Linked DNA regions of Mus musculus: region 2 is linked to region 1. A link is a contact called in public promoter capture Hi-C data. All regions are on one chromosome and are shown on one strand. Each heading gives the region's core, a stretch centred on a gene start, on an enhancer-like site or on the middle of the called end of the contact. The rest is flanking DNA. Distances are from core to core; before and after follow the strand shown.

Region 1 (3,656 bases), core at 1,072-3,571:
TTAGTGTTATGCTAGGCACTTTGTCAGGATATGGTTTTTAAAATTACGTTTTCTTTTACAGGGTAATTCTGTTATTTCTCTGACACGATGCATATTCCTTCCTTCTGATAAACACCTTGCTGGACGATGTCATGTGTTCTCGAAGTTAAGCCTTGAAGGGCACTGAGACTTGTACTTTGTCCTGTTTCACTGGCTGCTCAGTAGGGCAGACCTGGCATCTCCAGCTCACAGCACTATCCTGCCAGTTCTGTGAATGGAAGCATGCTCATTGCTTATGAGGTTTTATTTAATTATTCTGAACTCAGTTCACTCCTCTAGCTAGACAGGCCCTGGGAATGACACTCAGTTTCCATGCTTAGTGGCTGCCCCTTTTACCCGAGGAACCACCTTGCCAGCCCAGAAGTGAATTCTTGAAGCCACTGAGACCCGCAGAGGACTGTAACCCCAGCCAACACCCGATCTGAGCCAGAAATGCTCATGAGGGCCAGCTCAGTTCCTGACACACAGAACGTGTGAGAGCTGTTGAATGACCACTGCTACTGTAAGCCATTAAGGTTTAGGCACGATTCCTACTTTTAAGTCCTTCACAAGTCAAGGTAAATATTTTTAAAAGAGAGGATGGCAGGGGTGGGAGAGATGGCTCGATAGTTAAGAACACCTGCTATTCTTCCAGAGGACCCAGGTTTGATTTCCAGCACACACACACACACACACACACACACACACACACGAACATACATGGCAGCTCACAATCATCTGTGGCTACAGTTTCAGGGAATCCAATACCCTCTTCTGGTCTCTGTTGGCCCCAGACACACACGTGGTACAGACAGACATACACACAAACAACTATAAAATAGAAATAAATAAATAAAACTCCACAACAATGAAGAGAGGATATCACAACTCTGGAGGTGTCTTCTCTGTTGTTTAATTTTAGTATGTATTATTTTGTAAGAACGGCAACTATGGAGACCTGATGCAGGGAGTGGTCCTCATCTATAAACACAAGAAGTGAAGGTATGGAAATTAGGAATTCAAGGTCATCCTTAGCTACAAACTGACAAACTGAGTTTAAGGCCAGCATGGGCTACTGAAGACCCTAATTGTTTTGTGTGAAAACATTGACTTTGTGTCTGATGCAGAAGCTGAGAGCAAGCCCAGGCTCTCTCTCTCTCTAGGGCCTTGTCAGTCTCCATGGGGTTTGGAGTTCAGGTCGGTGACATTTTTAAAAAATGATTTATTTATTTTATATATTTGAGTACACTGTCACTGTCTTTAGACACATCAGAAGAGGACTTCAGATACCATTACAGATGGTTGAGAACCACTGTGTGGGTGCTGGGAATTGAACTCAGGACCTCCGGAAGAGCAGCTGGCGCTCTTAACCACTGAGCCATCTCTCCAGCCCCAGGTCTGTGACTTTTAACAGCTTCTCTCTGCCCTTCCTTGCTAAGGCGGTGCTGATGGTTTGGGAACTTCTGCAGTTACATCTGTTTCTGCAACTCCTGCACAGTTATGACCTCAGCAATCTTAGCACTTGGGAGGAGGTGGAGGCAGGAAGATTAAGGCCACCCTCAGAGGCCTGTGGAGTTCCAGGCCAGCCCAGGCTATTAGACCCAGCTCAGGTTGCTTAGGTTTTTTTCTCATATTCAATTTCTTGGCTTGGCCAGCAGATGGCAATGTAAGCCTAAATGTCATGTGCTAGGCTAACCTTTAATACTAACACCAGTCAGAGAGGCTAAACTTACAAGTGTATGTCAGTCAGGTGTGTTGTGTTACACCTTTAATCCCAGCACTTGAGAGGCAGAGGCAGGTGGATCTCTGAGTTTGAGCCTAGCCAAGGTTAAATACCGAGAGCTTGTTTCAGAAAAACTCAACCAACACCCCCACCCCTGCAAGAAACCAAAAAATTGAAAGCGGCCACATTAAATAAAGTAAAAACAAAACAAAACAAAACAATCCAGGTGAGTTTCATTTTAAGAACATGTCATTTATCCCAGTGTATAAAATATTTCTAATGTAATCTATACAAGTTATTTACAAAAAATTCAATGATGAAAAATTAAAATCTAAAGCACATTTTATTGTTCCAGTATTGTTCCACAATTCAGATGGGTCCCCACAAAAGGCTTGCTAGACATGTGTAGGACGTGCCCAGGAATCTTACAGATCTCTCAGGAAAAAGAGTCACTGGAGAAAGCATGTGGGCCTGGGTTTATTGGTGAAGAAAGCAACTTCCTGTTAGGATTCAGAGGGTGGAGTGTTGAGTCTGTGTTCTTTAAGAGGTCAAGGGTATGGCTAGTCTGCCCTGAATCTGGGAGTTATCTGTTGGTTGCATCAGATAGTCATGAGGCTCAGTCCTGGTATTTGTGCCCAGTTGATCACCATGCACAAAGGTAAGCACACTAAAGAATCATTTGCCTTTCCTAGGGCCGGGTGAAAATTCTGTCGGGTTACTTCCTAGCTGTGCACTTACTCCATGTGGCACTTACTATGCCTCCCATGTGGTGAGTGCAGGCAGGACAAATGGCTCCTTTGCAGGCTGTTGGAAAGGCCTTTGCCTGTGGGGCTGTTTCTCCTAGGCTTCCAATGATACAGTGCACTGTTTATCTCCATTTTCCAAGCTTTGGATAACAGACACTCAGATCCTAGATGGTGCCCCAGCAGCACACAGGTCGTCAGTTGGAGACATAGCACCTGGGCATCACAAAAGCTGTGCACCCTTGGGGCTCAGGGGACTTCTATTTCCACTGACAGCAGAGCCATCTTACTTCAGCTCCAGACTGTATTTGCTTACTTGCAGAAAGAAAACATGCCACAGAGCAGATCACAAGGAAAGTCTAAAGGGCTTCCGCACCGAGCGCTACTGTATTTAAAGCCATCTAGACAGCAAACACAGACCAGGTAGACAGGATGGAAGGTTGGCGGGGGAAAGGGAAAATCAACAATGGCAGTGTCAAAGTCCTTGGAGCAAAAGCAAACCACACATGGAATTTCATCAGGGATTGTTGCAATCGGGCTTCGTTTTTAAAGACGGTCAGTGGAGAAGAAAACAGTCAGCCATACATCTTCTTCTCTCTCAGGGGGAAGGGAGCCCTCACTCTTGTGCTGGGTTCTGTTTGTAGATCTGCTAGCCACACAGCAAGGAGGAACTTACACTGACCAGCAGGTGGGAGCACCTGCCTTGTTCCTCAAGGGATGCGGAGGCTCAACCTCAGCCCTCGGCTGTTTCCAAGGCAACGGGCGGGCATTCCTGGAGATGAGGGGCAGCCCTGGGCCTTTCCAGAGGAATATTTTCACAAGCTTTTGTGTGCATCCATGTACCCCACACAGGGCTGAAAACTAGGTAATGTGACAACGTCTTGGAAAGCCGACCAGCTGCGAGAAAGCTCACGCCTCTGCTCTTTCCTCCAGGAGATTAATACAACGTACACAAGCTTGTACAGCTTGCTGTTTGAGTCAGTGCTCCTGCCTAACATATCCTTCCAGACGGTACTTCTCATCAGAGGTGTTTACTCTCTGGGTCCCCAGAGACAGCACAGAGTAGACAATATGACACAATGAAACATTCTGCTAACTCTCGCCCCCACCTGTCCGAATAGCCTGCTGTTATGGCCAGTGGACTCTGGGCAGGGAGGCTGCACGGTAGACAG
Region 2 (4,037 bases), core at 523-3,022, 44 kb before region 1:
ATTCAACTCTACATTCCCGTGGGATTTGAGAAAACACGTCCACCTTGCTGACAGTACAGGCCCAGGTTGGACAAGGGTCATCTGTTTTGTTCCCCACCATCATCAGCTCTTAGCACTGTCTGGCATAGCGGTTAGTAGTTAGTAAGTAATAAAATAATTTGTTAAGCTAATGAAATGCCAAATTAGTTAAAGATGATTCCGAAATTTCTACCTCTGATAAGGTGGAAGGCATTCTTTTAATGGTAATGGAGAAATAAAGAAGACCCGGTGAATCACTTGTACAACAATCAGGTGAAAATGTCGGTCTGGGTTAGAAATAGAGTTGGATCCCTAACAGATTTTTCTTAAAAGAAAAGGAGAGTTAAGATGATTTGGGGCTCATTAGCATCATGGTGACAGGTATATTAAAAAAAAAATTACAAGTCAGTGAGTCTCCCAGGGTGGGAAGATAGGAGAAGAAAGAGAGAGAGAGAATATGAAAGGTAGAGGAGTGAGAGAGATCTTTCTATACTTCTTCTCATCTCCCATCTGAGTTACTACTGAGAGGAGTGGTACACCTTTGAAACATGCAGAGGCCAAGTTTTAAAAACCAAGAAGCTAATGATTGATTAATAACAGCTGCTGGGCTAGGAAGGTTGCTCAGTAGTGTGCAGTCCTCACAGCTTTGAAAAGGCCAGTCCCTAGCACCAAAATGTTCTTTAAAAATTTTACAGGTTGATAACCATTATCTGGAAGGATAAACAGCTTCAACAGATTCATAAGCAAATGCATAGAGAAAGGGGTCATCTAATCTTTTCTGAAAGCAGTATGAAGTTCAAATTTTTCAATACACAAAAGCATACATTTGTAGAAGGAAAACAACCAGGCAAAAGCTAAGAGGCAAATCTCACTCTAGGTTCTGAGGATGAGACAGGCATGAAAAGCAGCATACATTACACAAGTCAAGTATTGATATAAGTGCGCTAAGTACTCCTTTAAATTATCCTGAAGCTCCTATCAAGTCTATATTATTCCTTATCCCGTCTAAATAGATGAGGAACCTAACAGAGCCAATTAGAAAATCTGCTGCAGCCAACAGCTAGAAAGTGGAGAGCTGGGATAAATTCCAGTCAGATGTCAAAAATCAAAAACACCCCTTAAAACATAAATCTCTGGACATATCCCGTAAGATGGCAGGAAATACTATGGAAAAAAAATAATTTGGGGTATGGTAACAGAGCCAAGAAGTCTTGCCTAGTGGCCTAGTCCCTTCCAAGGCGGGGTTGAAGCTCATAGGAGAAAGGCCTTCAGCGAGAAGTTTGGTGTTGGTGTGGCGAGAAAAGACCGCCAAGAGGATCCTTGAAGCACTAATGCTTCCTGAGAATTCTACATTCCCATGTCAGGGATGGTTCGAGGCGCTGCGGAGAGCACATAAACAACTTCTTCTCTCAAGCTTTCAGCTTGGGAAACTGCCCCTGTCACTGATCGCCCGACCCTCGGGACAGCCCCTTCTCCACACTCACCGAGAGCTCGGCAGTAGGGACTTGGGAGACACGGGTGGGGGAGGGGAGGGGCGCGCTGTAGACCCGGCGATGTTCCGGGTGCTCGCCCCAGCGCCCCCCGAGACGCTCCGAGGGGCGCTCCCCGAGGACGGCAGCTGGCTCCTCGAGGCCCAGCCAGGCACAACCCTTCGCCCAGAGCGTAAGCCATCCCAGGCGGCACCCCGCTGCCTCTCCCCAGCAGCCCCGCGACAGGCCCTCAGGAACTTACCCGGCCGGCCAGCCCCGCACAGCGGCCGCTGTCCGGACGCCAGGCGCTCCGCCGTCTCCACCAATCGCAGCTCACGGTAAGGACGCCAGGGCGGGACCGAGCGCCGACAACCAATTAGATAAGACGCAAAGCACGTCTCGGCGCACACAGCCAGTTCCCGCCATTGAAGGCGGAAAAAAAGATTCCAGTTGGCGCCAAACTCTGGTACTTACTCTTCTGTGGCTCCGAAGGGAAGTGGGCGGGCCGTGACCTCAGTGACAACGGGGCGGGGTTTCTCCGCGGAAAAGACGTCACCAGAGCGGAAGTGGGGCGGGTCTGGGAGACGCTAATGAAAGGGAAAGTAAAGGTGGAGGCTCCTAGCTGTTTTGGCTGAGAGCAAGTGGAGAAGGCTTGAGGTCTTTAGTGTATAAATTGTGTCAGCTGCGCGCTAGACAGCGCTAAGATCTGACCTTTAAGATGCCATCCTGGATGGTGAACGTAGCGTAGAATTACTAATTCAGCGGGATAGAAGAAGGTTTTTGTTTTTGTTTTTCCGTATTAAACTTTTTTATGTAAAGCCGGGCGTGGTGGCGCACGCCTTTAATCCCAGCACTTGGGAGGCAGAGGCAGGTGGATTTCAGAGTTCGAGGCCAGCCTGGTCTACAGAGTGAGTTCCAGGACAGCCAGTGCTACACAGAGAAACCCTGTCACGAAAAACCAAACCAAAAAAAAAAAAAATATATATATATATATATATATATACATATATATATACAATAAATTATTTTTATCGTTTTTCCCCTACCCGAACGCATCTCTGATCCCACCTCCTTACCCACCGAACTTCATGTTCTCTTTCTCAAAAAAAGAAAGAAAAAAGGAAAAAGAAACAAAAAAGAAACCAGTAAGAAAAAACAAACAAAGCCAAGACAATACAAAACGAAACAAAAAGCTCAGACACAAAAACATGGAATTCAATTTATATTGGTCAACTACTCCTGGGTATTGTCCCTTCCCCAAAGTCTGGCTGATAGACCAGTGCCACTCTACTAAAGAAAACTGCTGTCTCCTTTCTCTGCAGGTTGAATTCAACTGCAAATACCTCCTCAGGCTTGAACCCCAACGGGTCTTATGAGGGTTATCGGCCTCTGCATTCATATATTTATTAGTCCTGTTGTGTCTGTTCCTTGGATGACACAGTTCTTGGAGTCATCCGCCACCTCTGGCTGTTGAGAGTCTCTCTGCCTCCTTTTGGGTAATGGGTCCCTGATCCTTGAGGCAAAGGGTTTGATGAAGGCGTCCCATTTAGGGCTAAGTGCTCCAAAGATTCACTCTCTGCCCATTGTTAGTTGCTTCCTACTGTAAGAAGTTTCTCTGATGAGTCTTGAATAATGCAGTGATTTAGGGGTATAGCGCTATGTCGTGATGAGTATTTTATTGGCCTTTGCAGAATCATAGTAGTAGTTTTACCTCTAGGCTTATGAACTATCTAGTCTCAGGTTCTTGGCCATTTGAGCAGTGTCAGATATGGTCTCACTGAGCAGACCTTAAATCCACACAGAAAATGGTTTGTTATTCCTATAGCATGCACGTCACTATTGCACCAATATGTGCAGGGACCCATGGCGTTGACCTGGCATAGATGCCTTGAGAGTCATGCAGCATAGGTTTCTCAGTTTAGAGTCCATGGCTCCTGAAGCACGATGCGCCTTCCCATTCCTGAGAGACCAAATGCTTCAGGCAGTGAAGTACTCAGTACTCTTTGTGTTTCTATGTATGGTCGCTCAGAAGCCAAAGAAACATGGAAGGAAGCTTGACAGAAAAATTGGTCTTAGCATTAATTTTGTATACCCTTTATAGTTTGCAGACATCATTGTACCCTGGCAACAGCAACTGTATTGAGTCTGGTAATTGCCATTAAATTCTGTTTCTGATAAAGGCGTAAAATGTCTAATTACTCTCAAAATTGCCACAGTTTCTCCCACTAGCCTAGTTTGATTTCTAACAGCCGTTTCTACCCTGGCCCGGTCAGTAAATGAAGGAACATACAAATATGTCTTGCAGGCATTCCTGTTGTAAATGGCAGGGTCTATGGCTGGGTAATATTGATGATCACCCTTCACCTCCAGGAACATCCAGAATACCTTTCCAGCACCGTACTAGTCAGCAGTGGTGAAGGTTCTAGTTGGGCACCAGCTTAACTTTCCCATGTTCTTAAATATCACCTCACAGTATTTTCACCTCATAGTGGTAGAGAATGAGTTCATGGCGTATGCGAAGCACGTGATCTACCACGGAGCGACACCTAT

Evidence for each region. Promoter capture Hi-C pulls out the DNA fragments that hold promoters and counts their contacts.
Region 2: a contact with region 1 is called in a promoter capture Hi-C map of embryonic stem cells. The contact joins the promoter of Casp8ap2 here to the promoter of Bach2os in region 1. A contact is called at or near these places in 3 of 39 promoter capture datasets (embryonic stem cells, liver and macrophages), 2 of 115 datasets of contacts at active chromatin or transcription factors (embryonic stem cells and microglia) and 1 of 9 other capture datasets (adipose tissue).

Annotation. Positions count from the first base shown.
Region 1 is chr4:32,570,327-32,573,982 of GRCm38.p6, reverse strand. Bach2os (BTB and CNC homology 2, opposite strand) reads left to right here and starts at 2,321. Exons shown (of 5, transcript NR_026843.1): 1 at 2,321-2,399. All of the region lies in intron 3 of Bach2 (BTB and CNC homology, basic leucine zipper transcription factor 2), which reads right to left.
Region 2 is chr4:32,613,205-32,617,241 of GRCm38.p6, reverse strand. Casp8ap2 (caspase 8 associated protein 2) reads right to left here and starts at 1,772. Exons shown (of 11, transcript NM_001122978.2): 1 at 1,750-1,772.